4 separate regions of the Mus musculus genome follow, and all the other regions are linked to region 2. A link is a contact called in public ChIA-PET, HiCAR-type and HiChIP or PLAC-seq data. All regions are on one chromosome and are shown on one strand. The core of a region is the stretch at or near the end of the contact, and the rest is flanking DNA. Distances in the headings are between cores, read along the strand shown. Region 1 overlaps Slc25a40 (solute carrier family 25, member 40). Region 2 holds the start of Dmtf1 (cyclin D binding myb-like transcription factor 1). Region 3 holds the start of Grm3 (glutamate receptor, metabotropic 3). Region 4 overlaps Grm3 (glutamate receptor, metabotropic 3).

Region 1 (7,492 bases), core at 1,090-3,589, 710 kb before region 2:
TGAGAATGCAGGGGTAGAAAACGGTGGCTTTGGAATGTGTAACTCGGAGTCTGATCTCTGGCACAGATGATAAATAATTTAAAAGTAAGTAAGATGCCAATGCAAGAAATGCTATTTATTATTATTTACTTATCTCTATAAAGCAAAAAGCACTTTATCACGTTTTATGTGTATTCTATGAAATATGACGTATACCCTCCCTGCCTAATGTATTTCGGTGACAATGATCTCTAGGGTTGGTAGGTGAACAAATGCATTTTGTATCATAGTGGAAAGTGTTTGTATGTTTCATCAGAAATAAATGATACATGGTTTATTGTACCATGTTGTTTTACATTACAATCCTGTGTTGGTTTACATTAAAATATTAATATATACAGATGTGTATTTGTGATTTGTAGTAGTAAAAATTTTAAAATCCTGACCCAGGCCTTCTTTTCTGTCTTAGACAGTTTATGTTGTCAGATGAAATACAATGAAAGATGCACATAATCTTTATTCTTTTAATATGCCTTAGGCATATAACAGCTGCACAGTAGCTGGGCAGCTGCCTACCCTCCATGCTGTTAGAATCTACTTTCCTATTGATAACCCTGAGTTATCACATACTGTTTACTATGTTCCCCCTGGGTTACTCCTAACTCCAGTGGGGCAGCCCTCTGGGCCATGTTCTCTTGGCCCTTAGCCCATGGTGGCTCGCCTCCATCCTGCATGTTCTTTGTGGCAGAACCTTCCCCTAATGAATAAAGATTTCAAGGGGCCAATCACTGGGTGAGGAGTAGGTGGAACTTCCCAGTTGGGGAGAGGAAGAAAGAAGACTTCCTTTTAGACCAGAGAGAGCTTGGAGGCACAATGTAGGTACCCAGAACACACAAACACACACATCAGGTTAGAATATATATAACTTAATTTATATAACTTAAAGTAGCTTACAAAATTATGAAGATAGTTTCTGTGCCCAGCATTGTGTTACCCGTTGATCCTAAGCTAAGATTGTGTGGTTTTTCTTCAAGTGGAGTCTCAACTGGGATCCAGAGAAAAGTACGACGACAGGGCACCCCAGCCAGCAACGGGAATTGGGAAGTGTGGGCCATGGGTGGCAACATCCCACCATGGGAACTTAGCATCCTAGTGGGAGAACTCTGGCTGGCCTGGCCTGGCCTCCTGTGCCTTGCCAGTGATAGTGTGGATTACCATTTAACATTTCACACAATACTTCTTCCTGTATTCCTGGTGCCTTCTTCCTGCTCTCTCCTTGTGGTCTCTCTAAGCCCACCTGTGTCTCTTCTGCCCAGCTATTGGCTGTTGGCATCTTTATTCTCCAATCAGAATTACTTTGGGGCCTTCACTTAGCATTACAGTTGACAGGAAGAGAGAAACCACAAAAGTGATTTCCTTTCCTTTTTTTTTTTTTAATTAAAATATGTTGTGCTTGCTTAGAAGTACCACTGGCTTTCATATACAATCACTATAAAATGCTATGAAATACATACATGAAAGTTCATTATTAAACTTAACCTTTCCCTTAAGTTGTTATATTTCTTTTTTATTGTTAGAAAAGAGCAGGGAACAGAGCATAGAAACATATTTGAAATAGTATTATTGTTAATATGGGAAAAGGTCCCCTATTCTTGCCAAAAAAAAGTGATTAGGACAAAAATAAGTTAACTACATTTTTGTTAGTGACACATTGCAAGCCATGCAGCTGGATAAGAAGTGTAAATTGGGACTGGAAATCTGGCTCAGCTTACAAGCATTGACTGCTCTTCCAGAGAACCTGAGTTCCTTTCCCAGCAACCACATGGTACTTCACAACTATCTGTAGCTTCAGTTCCAGTGGGCTTCCACAGGCACTACATACACGTAGTATATATACATACGTGTCTATATACATAAGAGTGTAGGCAAAACACCCATACACAAGAAATTGTTTTAAAAAATGACATTTTCCCTACTTTTAACTCATTAGCATTAATATTTGGAAAATAACTTTGTTTTATAGTAGTATTTGAATACATTTAGTTTCTGAAATAAATATTACTCTTTAAATTTTCTCCAAAACTTTTCTCTTCTAAATTAATGTAACCATTGTTGGCTTGAATGGCTATCCTCAGATATCACATTATAGTAACAAACTAAGCTTTTGACCCTGTATGCTTGTTAGGTTTTTGGTGCATTCACGTGGGATTTGCAGAGTGTATATGCACGTTCTTTGTCATGTGGTTGGTTGTTGCCTGAATGTGAGACGTTCCTCATACGTGCCTATGTTTAAACACTCAGTCCACAGTTGGTAGCCTTGTTTTAGAAGTTGTGGGTTCTTTAGTAGCTAGAGCCTTGATGGAGACAGTGAGTCACTGTGGGTGGGGCTTCAGGTTGGCACTCTTTCTCTAGGTTGGCAGTGCAGTGTAACCAGCCTGCTTCACACTCTTGCTGCCACCACGATAAGCTACATTCCTGGGGATAAGCCACAATGGACACTTCTCTCAAGTTGCTTCTTTCTAGGGATTTGGGCAAAATGACAATCCTAGTGATGATTATTATAAAGGATACAAACTTAAGGTTTAATGTTAAAGAAAAGTTAAGTTCTCATAATTTATTACTGAAATACTGTTTTTAAAGAAATGTATTAAAACCTTTAACCACATACACATTAACCTAATACATATCTGGCTTTTTACAAAATGGAGTAAAATTCAATTTTCCCCAAAAATGTTCTTGCATATGACACATGATTTTTTTTTCTCTACTTTTCTTGGGCATAAATTTAGGGACACATGAAAATTTTATTCACTGTATTACTTTTACATTTTTCCAAAATTAGAATTAGAATTCTAAAATTCCCATTTTAGAATTAGAGACTGTTGCTTTTATTTGTTAATCTGTCAACATTTATTAAGACATTTTAAATCTGGAAAGATAGCTCAATAGGTAAAGATGTTTGCCACCAAGCATAACAACCTGTGTTCAAGCCCCAGGTTCCACACAGGATAGAATCAGTTCTGACAACTGGGGCAAGTAACCCAACAGTCTGAAAGCCTCCCTGGAGTTCTGTACACAGGGGAACAGAAACCACAGTCCATAGGCCTCCCTGGAGAACATCTGCACACAGGGCAACAAGTTGACTGCTCCTCTGAAAACCAAAGAGTCTAAAGGCCTCACAGGAGATCTACTGCAGCCAGGGCAACGGATACTTAGCTCCTCTACCCCTCTTAAGACCCCACAGTTGGAAGGCCCCACGGAAGGAAGAAATACAGGAAAACACAATCAAACAGATGAAGGAATTGAATAAAGCAGTCAAAACCTAAAAGTGGAAGTGGAAACAATAAAGAAAACACAAATGGAGACAACCCTGGAAATGGGAAACCTAGGAAAGAGGTCAGGAATTACAGAGGTAAGCATCACCAACTTGAGTTGTTCAGTTTCCATGGGTATGTGGGCTTACTGTAGTTTTGGTTCTTACTGAAGACCAGCTTTAATTCGTAATCGTCTGATAGGATGCATGGGATTATTTCAGTCTTCTTGTATTGGTTGAGGCCTGTTTTGTGCCCAATCATATGGTCAGTTTTGGAGAAGGTACCATGAGGTGCTGAGAAGAGGTATATTGTTTTGTTTTAGGGTGAAATGTTCTGTAAATGTCTGTTAAATCCATTTGGTTCATAACCTCTATTAGTTTCACTGTGCCTCTGTTTAGTTTCTGTTTCCATGATCTGTCCATTGATGAGGTTGGGGTGTTGAAGTCTCCCACTATTATTGTGTGGGGTGCAACATGTGCTTTGAGCTGTACTAAAGTTTCTTTTATGAATGTGGATGCCCTTGCATTTGTGGCATAGATGTTCAGAATTGAGACTTTCTCTTGGTGGATTTTTTACTTTGATGAATATGAAATGTCCTTCCTCATCTCACTGATAACTTTTAGTTGAAAGTCTATTTTATTGGATATTAGGATGGCAACTCTAGCTTGTTTCTTGGAACCGTTTGCTTGGAAGACCTTTTCCCAGCCTTTTACTCTGAGCATAGTGTTGCTTATGGTCTTGTATTTGCCTCTCACCATCTGGTTATCTCTGGTATTAGCTGGACTGGGTGTCTCTGTTTGGTGCCTGCCTCTTGTGTCCCTGGATTGCTGCCAGTCTCCTGGTAGGCCTGTGGCCCTGGCTCCAGCAGATCTCCTGTGAGGCCTTCAGTCTGTTTTGTCTTCACAGGAGCAGTCAAGCTCTTGATCTGCTTATCACTGTTCTCCTCGGAGGCCTTCAGACTGTGGGGTCTATTGCCCAGTTGCCTTGCCTGCAGAGGACCTCCTGTAAGCCTTGAGACTTTGATATTATTTGCCCTGTATGCAGTGGATCATCTGGAGGCCTTGAGACTGTGGTATCTTCAGAGGAGCACAATGGTTTGTATTTTAAAATAAAAGTTAAATTTCGTTGTTTTTTGTTTGAGAATTTCATAGCTGCGTATGATGTGTTATTATTAGTTTTCCCCCATTTCCTTCTTTATACACCCACTATTTTTTCCCCTCTTAACCTTATGTGTTCTTTGATTTAAACTCCCATTTTACTTTAGGAAAGGGTTTATTTCATCTTACACTTCCAAGTAATAATCCAGTAGAAGAAGGTCAGGGCAGGAACTCAAATCAAGCAAGAACCTGGAGACAGGAGCTAATGTAGGGGCCATGGAGGAATGCTGCTTTCTGGCTTGGTCTGCACTGGCATCCTCAGACTACTTTCTCATGTGTACACCCAGGACCACCTGTTGAGGATTTACATTACCCACAATGGGCTGGGTACTTTCCTACAGGCAAATTTACTAGTTTAAATCTGCTCTTACTCATTTCCTGTAGGCAGATCTTATGGAGGCATTTTCCCAATTCAGGGTGTCTCTTAGTAAATAACTCTAACATGTCAAGTTCAGATTTACAATAAGCAAGATACAGCAAACCCTGAGTCAGTCCACTTAGTGCTATCTCTGTGTGGGACTATCTACTGGAGCATGGGTAGGTAGCTTCTCATTGGCCACATTCCTAAAGAAAACTGATCCCTCCCAGAAGCCATCTGTTGGCAAGAGTTCCTCCTCTAGGTGTTAGACTTCATGACCCCTTCCCTTATTCCCTCTGGAATATTGACTGGCTTAGTCTTGTGTATGCAGTCCCAGCCACAGTGAGCTCACGTGTACAATGGTACTGTGTTGTCTGCCAAATACTATCACTGTAGATTTTTCACGACCATTGGCTACTACAATCTTTCTGCCCATTCTTCCCCAGTAAAATCTCTGAATCCTGTCAGGGAGAAGGATACATACAGATGACCAATCTAGATACAAGCACCTAGCAGTCTCTAATTCTTTGCATATTATCCAGTTGCAGATCTGTTAATTGCCATCTATTGCAAAAAGAGTCTAATGAGGTTTGAGAGATGTGCTAATCTGAGGAGTAGGGATGTTATCTCTAAGTCCATTTAGTGTGATAGTATTAGATTCTTTCTTAGGCCTATGATCTAGCTACCTATGAATTTTTGGTTTGGTTAATTGTAACAGGTATGAGTTCTGTCTTGTAAAACAAATTTTAAATCCAATAAGAAATAAAATAGTTCCCATAACATTTGTGCCACTATTGCACCAGTGGGCATATCTTGTCAGGACGGTTGTTATTATAGCTCTCAGTGTTAATAGCTAGGTAAGACTGTTTTTCTACCCCATCAGCTTGCATAGAAACTTCTAGCACTAGGAAAGCAAGCCAGTAGGAGCAAACCTTCCAGGTTAGTTTCTCCATATTCTGTAATATAAGTGTGTGAGAGCTTCAGCAACAGGGTCCTAATGTCCAATTCTGGGGGGTAACCTAGAGCAATGGTAAAGGCCTGTACTGTTTGGGTAAAGGTGTTTTTGAGACACCCACTAGCCAACAACCTGAAATGAGGTAACCTATTCCTTGTTCTGAGCCTTTTATTTGATAGCCTATGCCACCTAGAGGAAGCATTGTCCCACAGAAACTCTATTTAAATGTTTATGTTTTTATGTATGTATGTATGTATGTATGTATGTATGTATGTATGTATGTATGTATGTATTTATTTATTGAAACAGGGTTTCTCTGTGTAGCCCTGGCTGGCCTCAAACTCAGAAATTCTCCTGCCTCTGCCTCCCAAGTGCTGGGATTAAAGACATGTGCCACCACGCCCGGCGTGTTTGTGTTTTTAAAGGGAGTTTCTACACTAGTAGTTTATATAGTAATACGTTTACATAGTGTTCTATACCCCTTCCCTTTAAACTTGTTTCCTGCTGTGATGGCTGATTTTGGTTGTCAACTTGACTACATCTGGAATTAACTAAAACCTAAATGACTGGGCATACATATGAGGGCTATGTAAGGCTAGGCACCTCTTCTCTTAAGGCTGGACAAGTAGGGGGAAAGAGATCCAAAGGCAGGCAACAGAATCAGAGCCAGCTTCTGCTCCCACTGTTAGGAGGCTGACAAGAAGATCCAGCTACCCACTTCCATGCTGATCCATGTCTTTAGAGGTGGGAAGATCCACTTTTAATTTGGACTACACCATCTACTTGCAGACTGTATAAGGGCATGAGTGAGAAGCTCTTGTTGCCTGCATGCTCTTACTCTTGCTAGCAGGTCAATTTCTTTACTGCTGTTAGAGTTTACTTCTCTGGGATTCCTGCATAGCCTGAAGACCAGCAGACACATCTTATCCGCATGGACTGAACAACTACTGGATTCTTTTTTTTTTTTTTTTTTAAGATTTATTTATTTATTATATATAAGTACACTGTAGCTGTCTTCAGACACACCAGAAGAGGGCGTCAGATCTCGTTACGGATGGTTGTGAGCCACCATGTGGTTGCTGGGATTTGAACTCCGGACCTTTGGAAGAGCAGTCGGGTGCTCTTACCCACTGAGCCATCTCACCAGCCCCAACTACTGGATTCTTGACCTTCCGTTTATAGGCAGCTGTATGCGCCCTTGCTTACTTACCAGTCGAAGATCACCTGATATGACCTCAAGATACTAAATTGGGTCAGTTTGGAGGGGAAGGGTTTTTTTTATTTTTTAATTGGATATTTTATTTGTTTACATTTCAAATGTTATCCCCTTTCCCGATTGCCCCCCCTCCCAGGAACCCCCTATCCCATCCCCCCTCTTCTTGCTTCTGTGAGGGTGTGCCCGCACCCACCCACTCCTGCCTCCCCACCCTCTCATTCCTCTACACTGGAGCATTGAGCCTTCACAGGAGGGGCATTTTTACTGAGAGTTTTATTGTGAGCAATCAGATTTTTTATACCTGGGTCAGAAACAGAATATAATGGCAATCACCAGGATCAATACAGTTGCTGCCAGGGCACAATGATGTTTGCAAGTTACACAGTATACACAAGATTAATGTCTTAAGAAGAGTTGTCCTATCAAGCTTCCTTGACTACTAAGGGAACACACAAAAAAACATGCCTGAGGGATGTAGGCCTCTCAGGAACCAGAAGACACATTGTGCCCCAG
Region 2 (7,272 bases), core at 3,980-6,479:
TTTGTGCTTAACGTAGAATGCTTTGGAATGGTTGAGGCAGATCAGAGCCACCCACCTCTTCCTAGGCCACTGGGTTAAGAGTTAACCACCGTGAGACACTGTTAATTTTAAGGGTATCTATACTGTGAGCACCCTTTTATGTTTATTTTTCCTTCAATTCGACTCTCTAATTAGACAACTATTAGACTCTTCCCTAGTGCCATCACTATTGTGAGCAGTCAGCTGAGTGCATATTGCCACTACCAATTGTTTTGAACACTCTATTCTAAACACAGGAGCTTTGACAAAGCTTTAGTCAACTAACCTGCTTGTTGAAGTACAACCTCCAGACTCTTTGCCATCACAAGCTCTGATGAACTCTTCATGACCCCACAGTTGTTCCAACCCAGGCCAGGAGGGAGCATTCCCCCCCCCCCAACCCCCTTTGGTCCAGCTAAAGGCCTGGGATGGTATAAGCATTTACATAAGGAGCTTAGCCCTGACTAGCACAAACATTTTCCTTGTTTGTGTGGATTGCTGTGAATGAAACACAGCTGAAGTACAACCTTTGTGAGCCATCTAAGAGACATCCCTATACTATCACCTGCATCATTACCCAACAATAGGTTTCCCCAGTGTCCTCTTCTCTTACATTTATTAGAACGGGCTTAGTTGGCAACACACACAAAGTCAATTCCAAGTGGAGGTGGAGACAAAGCCAGAAGCAGTGTCAGTAGTAAGGAGACCTGAAGGGTTCTAGAGCTAACAGAGGTGAGAGCCAAAAGGGGGTTCCAGCTGTTTAAAGAGTCCCAGGAAGCTGCCAAACAGCTGAGACTCAACCTCTTTGGACAACTGTCAACAGGATGAAGACCCCATTCATCTTCAGGCTCTAGCCACTGCTGTGGAGTCAAGGGTTCTGACACCCTAACCCTGTAACGAGCTAGAAGACTAACAGTACTGCTTACCTCTGAACCAGATCACCAAAGCTGCCAAGTGCTGTGGCCACTGGCAGTTAAAATCAGGAGCATCCATTCAGCCTCTAGCCTGAAGGCCTGGCTGGGAGAGCTGTCTTGGGTTAAAGTCAAAGCTTGATCAATAGGGCTCTAGTGCCTGGGGCTCATCATACATCAGTCCAGACCCTAAGTCTTGGGTACTCCAGAATCCAGCATTGCTGGCAATAGACTCTTTGCCTATTCAGGATTCCTATCCAGGTAGAGCAAAAGATTCCCTACTAGCAGTAACAGCTCTGGACTCTTGGAAATCCTTCTGTATACTTTGTGAGAAAGTCTGAAAAGCAGATTTATAAATCAAGATAAAGATTGAACTATGTATGTACATAATTACCATTGAAAGATGGTAAGCCAATACTAACATATCATCAAGTGTCAATAGGTTGTTAAATGGAATTTAATGTAATGCTTTAATTGCTTTAAGTGTTGATTTAATTATCAATGATGCTGTAATTGAATAAAGCAAATTACATGGTAATGTGGATGATTTTAAATAAAGTATGTAACTTCATACATGGCCTGATAATAAAATTGAATTGCCTATCTAATCTACTTAACAATGATATAAGAACTTAAGTGTTTGATTATATTCTAAGATATCTTCTCAAAACAGCACTTTTGTAAAACACAATCTGATTTTTAAATACAAATTATCACCAAGTTCTTTCCACTAGTTCATATTGAAATCACATTTCCATACTAAATACTAAAATACACTAGGCAATGAATAAACCTAAAACACATTAATAAGACACATTTCTTTGACATAAAACACCTTACAGTGAGGGAAGGGTTAGATTAAATGCCGCTGTTAGAAGAAAATGGCCTCACTGTTGGTATAGCCAAAAATGGTGTTTTAAAAGGTATGACGTAAAAAGTGTATATAGGACCTGCCACGATACTTGTTCTTGACAACTTCTTTCTGGAATTTAATTATGGAGTGGGCTATCTTTCCACAAACTAGAAAAAAGGCAGACACAATAAATAGATTCCTTTTATTGAAGTTGAACCAATTTACCCTTATGGTATCAAAGCAAACAAACTAATTTTTATTAATTTTGATTACAAGAATTCTCTGCACAAAGCAAAATTACCATCAAGACAAATGTAGAAATGATACAAAAGGCATTAAACTCCACATGTCTCTGTACTTCACTGAGATAACATTTGGCTCTAGGTTTATTTATGTACCACCTTAGTTGAAACTGTGTCTCATTTAAGCATACAAATTACTAATCCTTTCAAGAGGAGTTATGGCAAGAAGAGAATGTACTCAATTAGTAAAATGAGAACTCCCGGCTTGAGAGAACATTAGCATAGTCTCTACAAACACTGGAGGTTGGTTGTGTGGAGAGATGGCTAAGATGATCACTACAGAATCCTCCTTAATCTGGATGCTCTTCTAAAGTCTTGGTATGTTTGCAACTGACAGATATAAACTTACAGAAAGTCTCCCAGTTCCTCAATACTTTCCAAAAACACTTGGCTCTCGCCTTAACCTAATGTTTACAGCCAGGCTGTACATACTTAGTTGGGTTGCGTGTTTCTTATTAAGCATGTATCCTCATCGATGCTAATATAAACTACTGCAAATCAAGAGACTAAGATGAAAACTGTGGAGTTTTACGACAATATTCCATCTTTGAAGAGACTGAACTTTTGCTAGTTCTTTCAGCCAAGCTACTAACATGCTCAAGAACATTTAATACTATGTACTTAGCCACTATCCTTCTGTGTGCTCAGCCTGTTTAAGTTTAATCCTCCTTTATGATAACAATGTAGTCAACCGGGCTGGTGAGATGGCTCAGCGGGTAAGAGCACTGACTGCTCTTCCAAAGGTCCTGAGTTCAAATCCCAGCAACATGGTGGCTCACAACCATCCTCAACGAGATCCGATGACTTCTTCTAGTGTGTCTGAAGACAGCTACAGTGTACTCACATATAACAATAAATGAATCTTTAAAAACAACAAAAATACCAAAAAAATGTAGCCAACCTTATAATGCTGTGGATTTCCCACGTATGTTGGAATTAGCTATTCCAACATAAGCTGAATGCATAATTTTAATCATATTATGTATTTGTCCATGGTCCTGACCCAGAATAATTTGTGAATATTCTGATCATCATTGCTGAAAGCAACCAACAGGTTGAAAGCAACCCCAAATAAAACATATTTACTATAAATATTGAATGCTAAATATGGATATAGTTTGATAACATGGTTTAGTTCTTTCCCAAACATTTTCTGTGCTATTTAATAAATGCAAAGCAAGGCCTTTGTTTGGGACAGACACAGAATGATATAGGCAAGCACAACTTGAAAGAGAGAAAGAAAGGAAGAAAAGACCAACCAGAGGACACTAGTAACTATTTTCCAGATACACTCTATTTCCAACCTCAAACCTTAAGACTAAAACTGATTTCCTCCTTCGAAAAGTTAAAACCTGAATACTTGGAAAAAAGTGTATTTTGTATGTATCCCCCAAACTGCTAAACATACAGATATGACAAGAAAATGGTAACAATACCAGGTGTCTCCCTCAACTGAAAGAGTCAGTGGACCAGGCAGGTTTCTAGATCATCCCCCTGAACAACAGTTTGGGTAAGACTATCATAATCTAAAGTAATGAAGAAACGTTAGCTTACTTGATGGTACTCAAAAGCACCAGGGAAAGACAGTAGTGGGATAAAAGCATAAAATAATAAATAATATTCTTCATATAGATAGGAGTGTTTTTTCACGTCTGTGGAGAATATCATTAGTCTCTCACTGACCTGGTACACTCAACATAACAATCTTTGAAATGGATTTTAAGTTTGTCTAAGTTTAACCAAATATACAAAATTGTATCACTATTCTACCACAGTAAAAAGCTAGTAATATTTTGTTATTATAGTTGTTTTAAATGTTATAGTAAATTACTCGAATTATTAAGGTAAATTTAAGACTGGCCTAAAGAAATTTGCAGTACCAGAAATAGAAAATCTATAAGGAAAATAGCCTTTGATGTTTGTAAAACTTTCAATATAATCAAAGGTCTTTTCTTTCTTAATTTACAGCCTAAAAGCCACAAAAGTTATTTACAACACGAAAATATAGCTCTAATTAATAAAAGTCAGTACATCTAGCTTAAGACATAACACATCACAAACAGTACTGAAATGCATTTTTCTTTGGAGGTTGTCCCAAAGGAAGTCTAGCTGTCAGAAAGAGGTACAAGGGCTGACAAAAGCAATCACGGGCTATCACTCTTTCTTTAGCTACACCGAAGTCTTTAACTATAAAAACATATGCTGTATCACTGAACAGCACAGGATGGCACTGGACCACTTCTTTCGGAGTAAAACTCGTTAAGGTTGCGGGGAGATTCTCAAAAAAAAAAAAAAAAAAAAAAAAAAAAGTTCTTGCTAGAGGGCCAAAGAGGGTTTTGAAACGCTAAAGGTCTGCTCCGCACGATCCTGACAATTACTAGTTGGCTGGGCCAGGACTCTCCCCGCACCCCAGGCCACGTCCCGCGCGGTCTCTAAAGAGAAAGTCCGACTGGCAACCATGACTTCCTTCGCTGAGTCCAACCGGCGAGGGGCTCACGGGCCAAACGAGCCGAGGAGAAATGGTGGGCTTGGGACGACCCCCGCCCCCACTGCCCTGCCCACCCCACCCACGCAGCCGAGGGGGCTCAGTGCACCCCAGCCAAGCCAGGCTGGCAGCTCCGCCGCCCAGCACGCACACGCCCGCGGGGCCCCCGGCGCCGTCCTCCGCGACTCGGGCCCACCCCCAGGGGTCCCGGCGCCATTTAGTTCCTCCAGCCCGCCGCCATTTTCCGCCCCCACCGGCTCGCCGCTGCGCCCCAGGGATCGCTCGGGAGTTCCAGCCGCCAGCGGCCGCTTGAGCCGGCGACGGAGACCGCGGGCGCGGCGTGCGGGGCCTGCCGCGGCGGCTAAGCGAAGCCCGGACTCCGACCCCGCCCGCGGCACCCAGCCGGCGACAGCCAAGGCCCGCGAAGGGGCCGGCTCGGCCGCACTGGGCGGAGCGGCTGCGGCGGAGGCCCGGACCTGAAGGTTCCATCGCACTTACTTCCTGTTTTGGGTCCGGGCACTTTGGAAGAACCAGGATGGAGGCTCCAAAAAATACCAGGATGGAGGAAGCAGCCGCGGGAGAGAGTGGCTGCAGCTGGGGTGAGCGAGCGCAACCAGCCACCGGAAACGGAGCCGCGAGGCCGCGCCCCGCCCCCGCCCTCCCAGCACCCCCCCTGCGGCCCGCCTCTCCTGGGGGGCGGGCCCGCGCGCCACCCCCGACGTCACTTCCGTCTGCGTCGGCAAGCTGATGGGTTGCTGCGGAATCGAGCGCCATTCTCAGCGAGCGATAGGGTCGGACGGTCGCCGTCGAGCTGTGGCGGGTGATAGACGTAAAGGAGGGTCTTTCCCTTGGCAGGCGTCTGCACCATCTGTCTTTTAGTTTCCGCAATCTCCGAAGCGAAGAGGGAGCGGTGTGTCTCTATAATTCTTGTGAAAGGTGACCTCCGTGAGTGTGACCTCGCTTTTAGGAGACTACAGTTCTTTATGCATTTAAAGTTCAGTGCTGGTAGCTATGCCGAGTGCAGCTCTATTTTCTGGATTCTTAGAGATGAACAAAATAGAAGCCCTGTTCCCATGCCAATCTTTAAGAATCAGGTTCATACATGAATAGATGCATTTTGACCATATTTACTCCTTCCTATCCACTCCAACTCCTCCCCGTGTTTTCCCTGACATGCCCCCGACTCAAATTCATGTCCTATTGTAGGGGTGTATTTCTGGGTACACACATGTAGCCCAGATGTACTTCAGTGTAGGGCTGCGCCCCGCTTGGACGTGGGAAAACAATCTGATCTCTTCAGGAAGGAAGTTGACTCTTCCTCAGCAGTCTTGACTGCTTGTAGCTCCCTAGCCAGAGATGGAACCTTGTTCGCCATCCATGCTGGAATGTGGAGTGGAGTGGTGGTATGCATGGGACCACAGCTGCTGAGTGGTGGGTGTTAAAACAGAAGTCTTCCCATTCCCCTGACTCTTTCAAGTTTTCTGCCCCCCATCTTCAGCAACGCTCCTATACCTTTGGTGTAAGGATTGCATTATAAAAACCCACTTAGGGATAGGCATTCTACAGTCACTTAACTGCACACTGGTCAGATGTGGTTTTCTGCCATAAACACTGCTACAAAAAGTGCAGACTCTATGATGAGAACATCAAAAAAGTTGCCTTTTGCCCCATGCTGGGCACAATTGTTCGAACCTATTAATTTCAGCAGAGAAGAGGTTGAGGCAGAAAGAAGACTGGATTTTGAGGCAGTGTTGGCTACATAGAACACATCTCAACCAAACCAAACCAACCCAAAAGTTCTAAGATACACAATTCTGAGCATTGGGGTTCCTATTGGTGTTGCTTTTATGATTCAGCAGATACACGTTATACTTTGCTTTCCTTTCACTACTAGTGATACACAAAGTCCCATTCCTAATCAAGAAGCTGTTTGCAAATGGTAGATCTGGGGAAAGGGAAAATCATTTTTTCCCCCCAGGGGAGTGAAATTAGATGTATCAGGCATACTCTTAAATCAAGCAAGGTTCATAGGAGTTGATGGCCAATGCAATTTGGAATCACAAGTTTTTTACAGCAGCTTTATTCACATTTGCCAAAACATGCAACCAACCAAGAGGCTAACCAGGAGGTGAATGAATAAACAAGCAGGCACATCTATTCAACAGAACTTTATTTGGCACTAAAGTAGTGAAGAATTAAAATATATGTTACGTAGTAAAGAAAAATCATCCAAAAATTGATGTATGCTAAGACTATGCCATTCTGATTGTCTTATTTTTCTACTGTTATGAAGAGACACCATGGTGAAGGCATTTTACAGAAGAAAGTTTTAATTGGGGCTTGCTTACAGTTTTAAATGATGAGTTTATAATCATCACGGACGGAGGGGAGCATGGCTGCAGGCAGGTAGGAATGGGGCTTGAACAGTCCTTGAGAGCTTACATTCTTAATTGCCGAGCCATTTGGGTATGTGTAGGCTTCTGAAAGCTCAAAGTCTGCACCCAGTGGCATGCCATTTCCAACAAGGCCACACCTAATCCTTCCCAAAGAATTTCACCAACCAGAGACCAGACATTCAAACATGTTAGCCTGCAGGGGCCATTCTCATTCAATCTGCCAGTGGTGATATTCTGTAAAGGGCATTGCTATGGAGACAGTAAAATTAGTGCATCCAGGGGTGGAGAAAATGAATAATGTGCGGGG
Region 3 (6,771 bases), core at 1,685-4,184, 560 kb after region 2:
AATTTCAGCAAATCTGTCTAATGTAGATTGGATACATTTAGCACAGTTTCCAAAGAATGAACAATCAACTCAGCATAAAACAGCAAAGAGAGAGCACTGTGTGTGAACAGCAGACCCTTGAGGAACTGGTCTGAAGAAGAAGACTATCACCCTGCACCTCTGGCCGTATTCTATACTGAAGAAGTTCCCTCCTCTTTTTAATCAAAAAATGAGATATTTTTCCCCTTTTTGAGTGGGTTCTTGAGATAATGTTGAGTACAGAAAACAAATCAAAATACTTCATTCTTAGGCTGATAGGCCACACCTTGCTAGGTACTCGCCAAACCCTGCAAAGAGCCAGGGCTCATTTTGTGATTTATGTTTACAAGAATGGACATGAAGTAGGGATCACTAATTTGAAAATGAATTTCAAGCTCAAAAAGATGAGCATATTCCTGAGAAAGTTGTATGCTATTATTGCTATGTATCTTACAAAACTGGATAATCCAAGACTAACTGTGTTTCTGATTGATTACCTGTCATGAGGCAGAGAAGAGAAACAGATGACCTTTGGATGGTCTGGATCTTTCATTCAACACAGATATTAGTTATAACTTAGAAAAAAAGATCAGTCATTTTGGTGCTATCTTTGCATTTCAACTTAACCAGTTTAATTCCAATGGCATGAAATAACAGAAGTGTTGCTAATGTTAGGCAATCTTGAAATAAGTAATAAGATTCACATTTCCTCCACATACACATACTGTCACTTTGAAGATACAACCATCATCCAAACATGTTTTCTTGATTACTGATGACATGTAACTGAGAAGCCCTATGCACGTTAAGTAGTGAAGCAGCCTTTTCCTTTGTGCACTGAGAAACTTTTTCTTTTTAATATATTAAGCTTCACATTTTATAAAAAAGATATAGTGCACAGAAGTACATGTTTTCACCATTTTGGAGTGTGAGTGGGGTTGGATTTAAGAATACAAAGTTTTCTTCTCATATTGTTTTAGTCCCAGGAATGCAGATACAGTTTTCTTTGTTTCATGTGTGCTAGAATACATTTCAGAATTTTTTCCTGTGCTATTTTGTATCATAAGCACCAAAAGTATCACTTAGCATGTAACTCAGGAGAGCCCATGGCATGTCCACTGTAACTCAGGAGAGCCCAAGGCATGTCCAGTCCACTCAACATATCTCTGTGGGCAGCCAGAACCCAAAGGTGTGGACAACCCAAACCTACAGGTGTGGGAAACCCTTGTAACTGTAAGTCACTGCTATTGCAAAGTGAAAAATGCTACTTTATTAAGGTTTGCTACACTTTAACTTTCAGATTCTCAAATTATATTGGGCTGATTTTAGGGGGGAAAAGACAAATAGCAGTGCAGAATACTAACAGCTAATCAGAGTTCCCTCAACATCTTTGGTAGGATTGTTATTCACAGGCATCTAGTCTAATGGGAATCTGGATATTTTGGTTAATGCTGATACCCAATATTTATATATACAACAGAGTTCAAGTAGCAACCTCAAACTGCGATCAGATAAATCAAAGCCAATTTAGATATGAAGACAGTTAAATGAATATTTCCAAAGGGATGGATGTTAACCCCACCTCTAACCCCAACAAAGTTGCTAAACAAGCAGTCCTGGGGGCCAGGAACAAAGAAATTTAAGCAACCAACTGCTGAGGTGCTTAACACTAAAACTCATAAAAATCATAACTTGCTTTGTACTACTGTGTGATTACATTGGGCATGTATATATTCAATGTATCTATAACATACCTATTACTGTTCAAACAGGAGTAGAACTATTTTATAAGTAAATTAGTTGAATTGGTGACCATACATTTTGAGAGAGGTGGAGTTTTGTCTTCAGAATTTGCAGCACTCTAAGATATTTTGAAAGCATCTGTTCACTCCCTTAAACCAGCTCTCTGAATGTATTATACCTTTAAGAGACCCTTAAATGTTTCTTACCTCATAGAGGAACTAGAAGGAAATCCAAGTGAAATTCCGAAAGAATCAGCTTATTGGCTATATAACCTAGTCTATTTTTGGACCACGGATCTCCCGCCCTCTCCGAGTTATCTCACTGCCAGATAAGAAAATGGAACAGGATCAATGGGTAGATATGCTTTGAGTCTGGTTCTTGAATTTCTTTTTTGGCTCAAGTCAAAAAGAGCAAAGGGCAGCGAGTTAGGGCTAATTTCCAAGCACGTTTGCTGGTGGGTGAACCTCTGTCTGCCCCTGGCTGCGGAGCTTATCCTGGCAGCACCAGGGGGTCCTGCTGACCGCTATCCTCCTGCCTGACAACCTCCACACCCACATGCAGCTACCAGTGTGTGAGCCACACATCACAGGGTTCCTGTGCACAAAGCCTTATAAAACCCCCAAGCGCAAAGCTGGATGGAGGCGGTTGGAGAATGAGACCTGTCTCTCTAATTAGTCCCTCTACCTCTCCTTCTCTGGCTGCAGATCTATGCTCTGAAATTGGCCCCTTCTTGAAGGGACAGTAGCGCGCGCACACACAAACTCACTCTCTCACTCACACCCACATTGCTCCTATGACCCACGTTTTCCACCCCCTGGCAGATAGATATGTAGGGACTGGTCCGTGCTCTGCCTCAACTTTCCTCGCTTTGCCTGCCCCACGCGGCACCCGAGCTCCTGCGCCCTGGCTGGGCACCCTCCAGAGGGGCAGGTCCCCTTCTGGGCTGCTTACCTCGCACGGTCAACTCCTGGCAGGAACTGAAGCTGACCGCGGTGGTAGCGGCAGCGGTGAGCCTGCACCCAAGCTCTGGCTCATGGTTGGTCCTCTTCATCCGACACAAAAGAGGGAGCTTGCTGCCTTTGTCCTTTCTAAATCCAAGGGAGAACTTATTTTGCCCCTGAAATGGCCAACTTGTGCGCGAAGCTTCCTGTCACAGTGCCCCCTGCCCCCGCCCCCGCCCGGCTGCGCGCTGGACCACTGCCCGGTGGCCCAGCATCCAGGCCTCCGAGTCAAGGAGGAGTGGGAAAAGGGAGGGCTAGAGGAGAAGAGCAGGAGGAGGTTGGGAAGAAGGGGACCCAGTGGTCTTCAGCAGAAGGGAGGGGAGCTTTAGAGCCCAGGCGCCCTCCTCCTCTTTGCAGCCAAACCCACTTCCTGGGCTCACAAGCAACTTTCCTTCACCTTGGCCAGGCAGAAACAGTCGCATCTAACTGGGACTCAGGCAGAGAGGCACGGACCTTCTGACATCCTCTCCTCCTCATTCTTCTCCTTTCCTTTCTCCTCCTTTCCCTTCCCCCTTCTTCCCTCCGTTTATAGGGGTGTAGCTGCAGAGTCTTCAGTGAGCTACTGTACCTAGACCCAAAGGTTACAATACAGAAAGCCTGGCGGGGTTGAGAGCTTCTCTGCCCCAAGGTTTGCAGTCCTTAGGCAATGCATACAAAGGTTGGTGAATTTCGGAGCAGTGGCGTGAAGGGGCGTGGGGAGGTAGAGTGGGAGGTGGCTCCAACTTTGAAGCTCTGCTAAGGCTCACGGCACGCGGGTGGGCAGGGACCTACAGTCATTCCTAGTAAGAACTCTCCTGTGGTCCCTATGTAAAAGGCTGACTACTCTTGGAGGAGACGGCGAAAGAGGGAGCAGTGTGAGCGAGTGAACCCAGGAGGCCGATACGCAGCTTTGCCCCACACGCGGTTCAACTGCACATTGCGAACCCCTGGGGAGGCTTGTGCAGCACAATCTCTGGGTCAGCAGGGAGGGAGACGCTCCTGTTTCCTAGCAACGCTCATCAATCTTCTCGGGATAGCTCCCTCTGAAGGAATTCGATTGGATAGCCCCTTGAGAGAAGCCACGCCCCTTCAAGAATGCTGGGCTGCTGCTTTTTCGCATTCTCCCAAATTTCTTAGGTGGAAAAAGATTCTAGGGAAGTGCTTAGATAGTCTCTTCTTTCTTATCCTCCGGTGCAACCACACTGACCCCTTGGAGCTAACCTTTTCCAGTTTCACATTAATCTTTCTCTAGTCCTACTTTTTTGTTAAGAGGGTCTTCACAGAACCTTTTCTTTCTTTTTAAAATTAAATAAATAAATGCCTCAAATCGGTGACGTAGGCACAAAGAAAAAAAAAAAAGAAAAAAAAAGAAAAACAGCACACGGAAATAGCTTCAATAGACCGGGAGCTAGAGATAGCTTCCTAAAGGAAAAACCCCAGCTTATCATTCTGTGACTAGAAATGCGTTGTGCTCAGTTTCAAAACTGAAATTTCATTAATTTTTCCATCCTGGTGTAGTAACTTTATATTAACCCAGGACTGAGTTATACGAAGCTAGACTCAATGAAACAGAAGGCTTTAAATGCTAAATCCTTTAATATTTCATGCTAAGTTGTTTAGCAACTATTTTCTCTCATAGCTCAGCCAGAACACGTAAACTACAGAAATGCTTTACCGCTGGTGCTTTTAGAAGAATGTTGATATTTAAAGGACACACGTGCTTAGATAGCTCATTGTGCATGCCACTAAAATTTGGGATATATTAAAAAACAAAATGCTGGTGTACAGTGAAATGTTTGCAATGCCCATATTTTAACATTTTAATAGAATTGCCAGAAAGAAAGGAAAAGTAATTTCCCCTTTTTGTTTCATTATAATTAGTTAACATGCGCTATTCACCCACAAACCTACTAGAAACTCCTGAGACAACTTTTAACCATTTCTGCTCAATAGACTCATGACCATCAAGGATATAGGACATGAACAATGGAGACGATAAATATGTGCATATTGTTAGGAAACCATACTGGCCCTTTAGGAATGTTCCAGAAGTTATCACCATGCATTTGTAAGACATTATCATAATCAGTTGAAATTAAGAGTAGAAGAGATCCCATGCTTTCATCTCATTAAAAAAAGAAAAGTCTGTTGTGCTTGCAAAAAGGAAGTGCTGATGTCTGGGCTGACTTGCATCTCTGCAGCCTCTTTGTAGGCTGCATATCACACTGGGGCTTACAATGAACAGAGGTTGACATAGTGAGGCAAACTAGCAATCTGGTATCAATTTTGGTTCTATGGGACAGGTCCCCATCATTCTAAACCCAGGGGAAAAAAGGAAAAGAGAAGTGAAGATGAGACTGACATTTGTTGATCACATTATTTGAATTTCAATTCTTAGTTTTTCATCTTTCTTAACTGATTTGCTTCTAACACTGTACTTAAAAAATACTTCATCTGGGTTCTACAATCTATAAATCAGGAGAAATGTCTCCTTTCTCAGAATTATGTCAAAATTTGCTCTTTCTAATAGTCTATAAATACTAATTATTACTATTAGTCTCTGGTTTGCAGTTAACCAATGACATTAGGATTGGTTAGCATATAGAACACTTGATTGAAAACGAAATAGTCTTGAAATTTAATGCTTAACAATTTAAAAAGATGGCTGGCTACAATATAGCTCTGCCTTTCTGTTTATAAGTGAGTGTGTGCATTTTGAGAGTTAAAACCCCCCAGGGATAAAGCTGAACAATAACTCCTGACTAGAAGACATGGCGATTAAGAAGTACATTTTTATTTTCCCCCATTCTCCTCAAGTATTCTACTGGGCTTCATTTTAAATCAATTATTATCCACCCTTAAGTACTTCTGCTGAAGCATTTTCATATTTAGCATGTAAGCTATTCTCTCTAGGTTATATTCTTTACTAAGTTGTTTAAACTTTACTAATTTATGAGCATTTCTTTGGGTGATTAGTTATGTTTAAGAATTTATTCCTATGACTCTTGACAGTTAATGAGCTGCCTTCTTGTATATTTTTTATTTAAACATGGTACATTAAGTATGCCATCTTTACCAGCAATACCGAAAGTGGGTGACCTATGATTTTTAATTACAGACTTTCCTCTTGTCCTTTTCTGTTACTAGCATTTCTCCATGCCAAATCCCAACGAACTCAACAATTTTATTGTGATTTCTCTGGCCAGTCAGGGATGTATAGTTTTGATCATGTGTGGTGATAAGGTATCCAGTTCATACTGCACAATTCTAGTTTGTGTCTGTCAGTCAGTTGTATTTCTCATTGTCATATTGGTTCTCAAAATGATCAGGTTTGGTTTGTCAAATGGCTGTCTGATCCTCCTGACCACTTGCCTCAGCATTCATTCATTTGTTTCATCTGGTCTGTGACTCTCACCTTTATTTGTAGAACACTTTTTACATAAGATAATACTGACAGAACAGTTCTGTGAATATCTAATCTACATCTCTATCTCTATCTATTTATCAATCGATCGATCGATCTATCATGTATTTATATGTCATCATTTATCTATCACTCACAATCTATCATCTATCTATTATTATTATCTATCATCTATCTATCACTTATCCATCATCTATCTACCTGTCAATCACAATCTGGCGATTTATCTATCTACCTATCATCATTATTATCTATCATCTATCTATAATCTACCATTTATCATCATTATCTATCTATATCTGTCTATCAATGACTATCTACCATCTATCATCATTATTATCTATCATCTATCAACTGTTTCTATCATCTATCACTTATCTATTTATCTATCATCTATCTTTCTATCATCATTATTATCTATCAACTATCTATCTATCACCTATCATTTATTTATCTATTATCTATCATTTACTTATCATCACCTACCTGTTGTCTATCATCATCATCTATCATCTCTATCTATCTATCTATCTATCTATCTATCTATCTATCTATCTATCTATCTATCTATCTATCTCTATCCACCCACACAAAAATGTCCTGTAT
Region 4 (6,811 bases), core at 1,369-3,868, 530 kb after region 2:
CTGGAGGATATCATCCTTAGTGAGGTAACCCAATCACAAATGAAGTCATTAGATATGCACTCACTAATAAGTGGATATTAGCCCAGAAACTTAGAATACCCAAGATACAATTTGCAAAACAGAAGAAAATCAAGAAGAGGGAAGGCCAATGGGTGGATACTTTGTTCCTCCTTAGAATAGGGGAAAAAATACCCATGAAAGGAGTTGCCGAGACAGGGTTTGGAGCAAAGATGAAAGGATGGACCATCCAGAGACTACCCCACTCGGGGATCCATCCCATAATCAGCCACCAAACCCAGACACTTTTGCATATGCCGGCAAGATTGTGCTGAAGGGACCCTGGTATACCTGTCTCATATGAGGCCATGCCAGTGCCTGGTAAGTGCAGAAGTGGATGCTCACAGTCATCTATAAGATGGAACACAGGGCCCCCAATGGAGAAGCTAGAGATAGCACCCAAGGAGCTGAGGGGGTCTGCAACCCTACAGGTGGAAGGAACAACAATATGATCTAACCAGTACCCCGGGAGCTTGTGTCTCTAGCTGCATATGTAGCAGAAGATGGCCTAGTCGGCCATCATTGGGAAGAGAAGCCCCTTGGTATTGCAAACTTTATATGCCCCAGTACAGGGGAATGCCAGGGCCAAGAAGTGGGAGTGGGTGGGTAGGGGAGCATGGCGGGGGAGGGTATAGGGAACTTTTGGGATAGCATTTGAAATGTATAAAAGAAAATACCTAATAATAATAATGATAATAATAGTAATAATAAAAAGACTTGTTTTGGGTTTCTCCTTATCTCCACAGGTGGAAATTGATCCCCAAGTTCTGGTCTATAGTGACATGGAACAATTATAAGGAAGCTGTGTATTTATTATTTTTCCCTAAGGCTAACATTTTGAGGAAGTTATGTATGTTATACTAACTCTTTTGTTTCCTCTAGTTGACGATTGAAGAAAAGTTCAGATAATTCAATACATAAGACATTTTCTATTTTATTTTACAGATTTCCCTAATTAAGTCTAAAAGACATGCTACAAATATAAGCAAACTGAGATACCGAGATGGATTAAATTATGAAAAACATATGATAGCAACACACTTAAAAAAATCATTTTCTACTTTCTGAACCTCACATTGTTTCTCTGTGGAAATGGGGTTGGCATCACCATTTAAAGTATGAGAAAACAGAGATGCAGAGTGTAATGAATTATACAAAGGTCACGAAGCCAGGAACTAGCAAAGGTAGGATTTATAGGGTAGCACATTCAGGTCTTTCTGCTATAGAAAGACTAACATTCTGTGAAATGTTGTTTAACTTGAATTCTTGAAGGATAGGGCTACTGTTAGTTCATTCACTAAGTTAAGCACCATCATATTTTCCACTTTAATACTAGTTAACCTTTTGCTCGAAAGTGTCAGTCCATTCCTTGGAAACTCCTGAAAATGAAGGACAAAATGTGATTATATCTAGGAATTTTGAAGAAAGAATGGGAAACTCTGAGTATGAAATAATATTAGCTGTGTAAAACTAAAACTCCAAGAATCATAAAGTATTCTGAAGGCTGTGATAAAATCAAACTGTCTTCTGATTGTTTATTTATTCATTCGTTCATTTTATCTAGAGAATCATTGTCCTGCAGTGTTCTTTAAAGATAGCCCACTATTACTATTAAAATCATCTAAATAATGTATTCAGCAGTTTTATAAGCATGATCATGTTTAACATTCACAATGTTCTTTATACAGTACATTATTATTCCTATTTAGCTGAAGAAACTTTGATTTAGAGGGCTTTACTAATCTTTGTATTGTCAGATATATAAAGGGTGTGCAAATGAGTGAGGTGGGCTGCCCAGGACTGTCTAACTGCTAGGACAAGGCAACACTGTAATGGGTTGTTGGTCCAGAAAGTGGAGGAAGGAGTGCCAGGCTCTGTAAGAGTAGCCTAGAGTTAGGGACTACAATAAGCTTTACAATCTGGTAGGAAAGATAAGAAAACAAACATAAATCTAATAGTAAAAAAAAAAGGTTGCAGCACATATCGAAATTGAGATGGAGTATTTAGATCTTCAAAGGGAGAGATTATGTCCAGCTGTGATAATTAAAGTTCTGGGGCAGGGAGGAAGGAAAGAACTTAAGGTTGCTGTGTAAGCTACAAACTGTGCTCACATTTTCACACAACAACTGCAGCGGTCTTATTTTTCTGCTTGAAATGGAAATGGCTGTTCTCTGCTCCAAGCTCCTATGTAAAGGCATCTGTCACTTCTCATCTCATGCTATGATTAAATATGCCATGCTTTCTCAGTGACCAACTTGCAAACACAGGCTCTTACTTGACAGGGGATTCCTATGTAAAAATGTTGCCTACAACACAATAGTTGTGTCTGAATGGCTCCTCTCCTTTGATAGCTCTTACATTATCTTTCTGTCTCTTCATTCTTTCTTGTCTCCTCACAATTGACAATGACATCCTAGGCCTCCATCACACCAGCATGTGGGAAATCTATAGGAGCATTTTCTAGATTCATGATCAATGGGCGAGTTCCCATCCCACTGTAGGCGGTGCCTGCCCTGGGCAGGTGGTCCTGATTTGTATAAGAAAGCAAATGGAAGTTACTATGGGAGCAAGTAATTGAAAAACATCCCCACATTCCTTCAAGGTCTCTGCTTCTGCTTCAGCCTTAAGGTTCCTGCCTGACTTTCCACAGTGATGGACTGTGAGCCCTTTCCTCCTCAAATAAACAAATCATTTTCTCCTCAGGTTGTCTTTGGACATGGTTCTTATTACAGCAACAGAAAGCAAACTAAGACAATTGCTTGAGATTTGTTTGTTTTCACTCTCTTGGATCTGCAGTGCCTATAGGATAATAGCTAAACCCTCTAGTTTAGAAAATAAAGACAAGCTCTCTCATTTTACCATTTGATGTTGGCCTGTTTCAAACCAACACTATATCCATACAGAATTGTGTTCCTCTGTCCTTTGACATACCAACTCTTCACCTCATTTGGAATATCAATTTTCTTCCTTTATTTGGCCAACATAACCTTCAATAGTAAGTTTTAACCCCCATTCTAAAATTTCCATTGCATTTTTTCTGCTTGGGATTATGTATCTTTCTTATTTTCTGGGATGATGCTTGGAATTTATGTCACTATCACTGTTCTTACTAAACTCGATCTTTTATATTCTTAGTTATCTGTCATTTCTAATTCTCATTTTTTCTCTGAATGGACAGCTCGTTCTCTAATGGTTTTCAAGGGCTCAACAGTGGCTGAATGAATGGATGAATAACACTTGACAAGCAACTGAAGAGTCTCAGAATAAAGAGCTCACTCCTAGAAAGTTGATCTTGGTTTAGTCTGAAGGCACACTGTTTTATAATCGTCTATGGTGACATGGCTTTTATTTCCTAAATCTTTAACACAATTTCATCAAATTTTTTTCATAATACAACACCACTCATGTAATCCAAAGCATCGTCTAAACTGCAGGGGAAGGGCAGTGTGAACTAACTGGAGTTTTATGCTTATCACTTTCTCCATAATTCCTTTTCTTTTGTTGGATACACAGACTTGGATCATTACAAATGGTGGGTTGAGTATGGTGATGACAGCCACTGAAAAAGATGTGCTAATATATGTATCAAATTATGACAGGCACAATATTTTGCTCCTGTAATATTTTGTGACACCCGATACTGTTCTCTTGATGTTTTTCACTTTATTTGTGATCATCTGTGATAGACAAAATGCAAAAATAACTGGATTACACTGTTTATGATTTGTATACAATGTGTCTACCTGATAGTGTTACTCTCTGTTTTGATAATGTATAACTTAAAAGTGAGAGCTGTTTAAATACTGTTTGGCTATTTTAAAATCCAGTATATAAAAACACTGGACTCCCAAGCTAGCATCAATAAGTGCAGAATTATGGGCTCGACACCTCTGGGAATAAGCTTCAGGCAGCATCTCTGCTGTGTCTTCTTGTTTGCTTTCTTAGTACCTGTGATTTTTCACTTCTGATGCAGGGCTGCAAGTTACACACCACCTACTCATCACAGAAACTCCCTCCTTCTGGAAAGTAACCTGGATTTCTACTTTTAAGTGGGTTGTTATTTCTTTGAAATGCAGGGCTAGTTCAACACTTAGTTATTCTTTTTCAGTGTTTCTGTAGTGCTTTAAATATGAGGCAAAGTGTAGGATTGAAGGCAGAAAATGCACAGGTAACATATTATTCTAGCATGGAAAATGTGCCAGGGACATTGTATTTCCTTAAGCATATCTCAGACATTGGGCCATTACTCCATTTGCTCTGGCTTGCCACCTGCTATTGTCATTATCCCCTACCCCACATCACTCTTGGTTACCAAAAACTATGCTAAATTAAAAATGAACCCATTGATAAATAATGTAGATACACTGAGAAAAAGAGTATATTCATTCTTTATTCATGGTAGGATACATTAATGTCTAATTCTTCCTATTTCTGTTCATGTGACATAGTAGAGGAAAGGTCTAGAGAAAAAAGGAAATGTAAATGAAATTCCAAGTCTTTTAATCTTAGAAAATAGTGAGATATTAGAGTTAATATAGCTAGATCAGTTCTCTAGGCCAGTATGGTGAGACCACTGATATTCTGAATTGTCATTCTCCTAAATTTTGCAGATAAACTTTCCATACTCTTAGAGCTTCTTTGTTAGCTCTATTTGGAAATTTTGGGAGAAGAAAAATCACACTGTTTCCTCCTCCCCTCTCCCCACTCTCTTTCTCTCGCCCTCTCATTCTCCTATTCTCTTTGCTCTTTTCTCTCTCTCTCTCTTTCCTCCCTGCTCTCTCTCTCTCTCTCTCTCTCTCTCTCTCTCTCTCTCTCTCTCTCTGTAAACCCTAATAGAACATTATATTAATTTGATGCATTAAGGTTTAGCTTAACACCACGTCATATTGTGCATTTAGACTGTGAGTTGGGAACAATATAATTGCCTATTAAATACTTGCATAACATCCAACAAGATGCCCACATGGACAGGAAAAATTACATCAGACCCCATCCATAGATGGAGAGCTACAAGTAACCAATGCCAGCTGCCAGAGAGAGAATAGGATTTCAGAATGAACCCCTGACAAGTTCTCTAATCCTTATTGGGCAGCTCTTAATGCATGTACATAAGAGCAACACTGAATGGAATTAGTAGATTTGATCTGTATGTTTACAACTGTTGTGATTAAAGAAACATTTTGAATTTAAGAGGTAGGGGGAAGGCACAGGAGAGGTTTGAGTGTAAAGGGTTTGGAATGTAATATGTAATATGATGTAAATAAAATACTCCTATAAAATTTGTCAATAAGGAGGAGGAAAAGGAAAAGAAAGAAGAGGGAGAAAAAGAAGAATAGGAAGAGAAGGAGATGCTGACTGGAAAGAGATCCTAGTAAAGGATAGGGCTCCTCATTGTCTCTTGACCTGGCGAGGAAATGGATCATTATACATAAACAGACAAGATGTCATATCGGAACTGTGAAGGATCAAAAGAAAGGATCTGTGAAATTGTGTTTGCTATTGGTTCCTTAGGTGTAGCTAAGGTCCACCGAGATAGCTCAGCATGTGAAGGCCTTTACTGCGATGTGTGATGACCTCCATTCAACTCCAGTACCACACGGCAGAATGTCTTCTTATCTCTATATGTGGGGCCAGGAATGGTGAGCGTCGATACAAATATACAAACACATGGATACCAAATCAAGAAATAAAATCATAATAACATATGATGTATAGCTAATTTCTCAGAGCACAGGAAACCGAAAAGGCCAATGTCAGAAAACAGGCCAGTCCTATGAATCTAGTACTTTGGGCTTCTCATTTTCATAGTTCTTGTGGTCATTGTTATCATTCTTCTGCAATTGTTTTGTAGCTGTTGATGTATTAAAGTCTTTCACCTGTCTAAATTCCATTACAAGATACTGAGGAAAGTATTTTGCCAAGTATTATTTATTGTGGAAGGCACTATCTGACTTGGACTGCCCAAATGGACAAATACAGACACCTGGAAACACAAAGTAAAGAATGAAAGTTTAGAGTAAAAAAGATCTTAGAATGATAAGACAATGTCATTAGTTGTCTTACTCTCAATGTGTCCTTTAACACTGAATCACAGAGACTTGGTTTTATATTAAAGTGGGTTATTTTGTTGAAAAGTATTCTTTACAACTTTCCCATGATTTTTGTGCCTTAACTCTACTCCATCCTTTTGGAGATACTGTAAATAAAGGCAGTAGCTAAAATAGACAAGACAAAATATGTTATTGCAGTTAAGATAGCTCTCTGAAATATTTTCCTTCAAAATGGTCATGCTCTACATGGTCGTTTGAATAATGAATGTCCCCTATAGACTCATAGGTTTGATCGGTTGCTTCTCAATTAATAGCACTGTTTGGGAAAGTTGTGGAATCTTTTGGAGGAAGTACAAATACATAACCAGTGGGGGTGAGCACTGAGATGTTATAGTCTGGCTGCAGTTTTCTATGTATCCTTCATCTGTGTAGATGAAGATGTGATTAGCAGCCAGCTTTCCATTGCCATGGGCTGTTGCCATATCTTCCCACCCACAATTGTCTCTACCCACCTGTAACTGCTAAAACAAACCTTTTCTTTCTTATCTTGTTTTTGGAAGATATTCTATTATAGCCATATTTCCATACTTCTGCTTTATTAACTAATACAGCTTTCTTAGTCATCTGCATGTTCTGTGGTTTCCATGTACTGTGTGATCATGATTGCTCATATCCAGAATTGTGTCTGCCCTTCAAAACGTGGC

The links. ChIA-PET counts read pairs in DNA pulled down with a chosen protein or histone mark. HiCAR-type assays count read pairs that join an accessible place to other places. HiChIP or PLAC-seq counts read pairs in DNA pulled down with a chosen protein or histone mark.
Region 1: an RNA polymerase II ChIA-PET map of memory CD8 T cells shows a contact between it and region 2, with 10 read pairs. The contact joins the enhancer-like site here to the promoter of Dmtf1 in region 2. A contact is called at or near these places in 10 of 39 promoter capture datasets (the 3T3-L1 cell line, the HPC-7 cell line, HPC-7-derived erythroid cells and 5 more), 3 of 115 datasets of contacts at active chromatin or transcription factors (bone marrow-derived macrophages, memory CD8 T cells and pro-B cells) and 2 of 9 other capture datasets (liver and macrophages).
Region 3: a HiCAR-type map of astrocytes shows a contact between it and region 2, with 2.2 times the contacts expected there. The contact joins the promoter of Grm3 here to the promoter of Dmtf1 in region 2. A contact is called at or near these places in 3 of 39 promoter capture datasets (cranial neural crest, hippocampal neurons and stem cell-derived epiblast-like cells) and 3 of 115 datasets of contacts at active chromatin or transcription factors (astrocytes, embryonic forebrain and neural tube).
Region 4: a contact with region 2 is called in an H3K27ac HiChIP or PLAC-seq map of epiblast stem cells, with 2.5 times the contacts expected there. The contact joins the enhancer-like site here to the promoter of Dmtf1 in region 2. A contact is called at or near these places in 1 of 39 promoter capture datasets (hippocampal neurons), 1 of 484 Hi-C or Micro-C datasets (cerebral cortex) and 4 of 115 datasets of contacts at active chromatin or transcription factors (astrocytes, embryonic stem cells, epiblast stem cells and 1 more).

Annotation. Positions count from the first base shown.
Region 1 is chr5:8,454,417-8,461,908 of GRCm38.p6, forward strand. It overlaps Slc25a40 (solute carrier family 25, member 40), which reads left to right. Exons shown (of 12, transcript NM_178766.5): 12 at 1-423. Among named protein-coding and RNA genes, the nearest start is that of Slc25a40, 35 kb to the left of the region's middle. Within about 2 kb of position 2,340, at least 51 of the 459 cell types and tissues checked have an H3K27ac peak or open chromatin away from gene starts, as enhancers often do. A contact at or near this core is called in memory CD8 T cells and pro-B cells, where this site is marked.
Region 2 is chr5:9,156,547-9,163,818 of GRCm38.p6, forward strand. It overlaps Dmtf1 (cyclin D binding myb-like transcription factor 1), which reads right to left and starts at 5,230. Exons shown (of 18, transcript NM_011806.3): 1 at 5,068-5,230. Gm46901 (predicted gene, 46901) reads right to left here and starts at 4,364. Exons shown (of 1, transcript NR_166570.1): 1 at 1,971-4,364.
Region 3 is chr5:9,722,418-9,729,188 of GRCm38.p6, forward strand. Grm3 (glutamate receptor, metabotropic 3) reads right to left here and starts at 2,935. Exons shown (of 6, transcript NM_181850.2): 1 at 2,713-2,935.
Region 4 is chr5:9,688,508-9,695,318 of GRCm38.p6, forward strand. The region is part of intron 1 of Grm3 (glutamate receptor, metabotropic 3); the gene reads right to left. Among named protein-coding and RNA genes, the nearest start is that of Grm3, 33 kb to the right of the region's middle. Within about 2 kb of position 2,619, at least 7 of the 459 cell types and tissues checked have an H3K27ac peak or open chromatin away from gene starts, as enhancers often do. A contact at or near this core is called in epiblast stem cells, where this site is marked.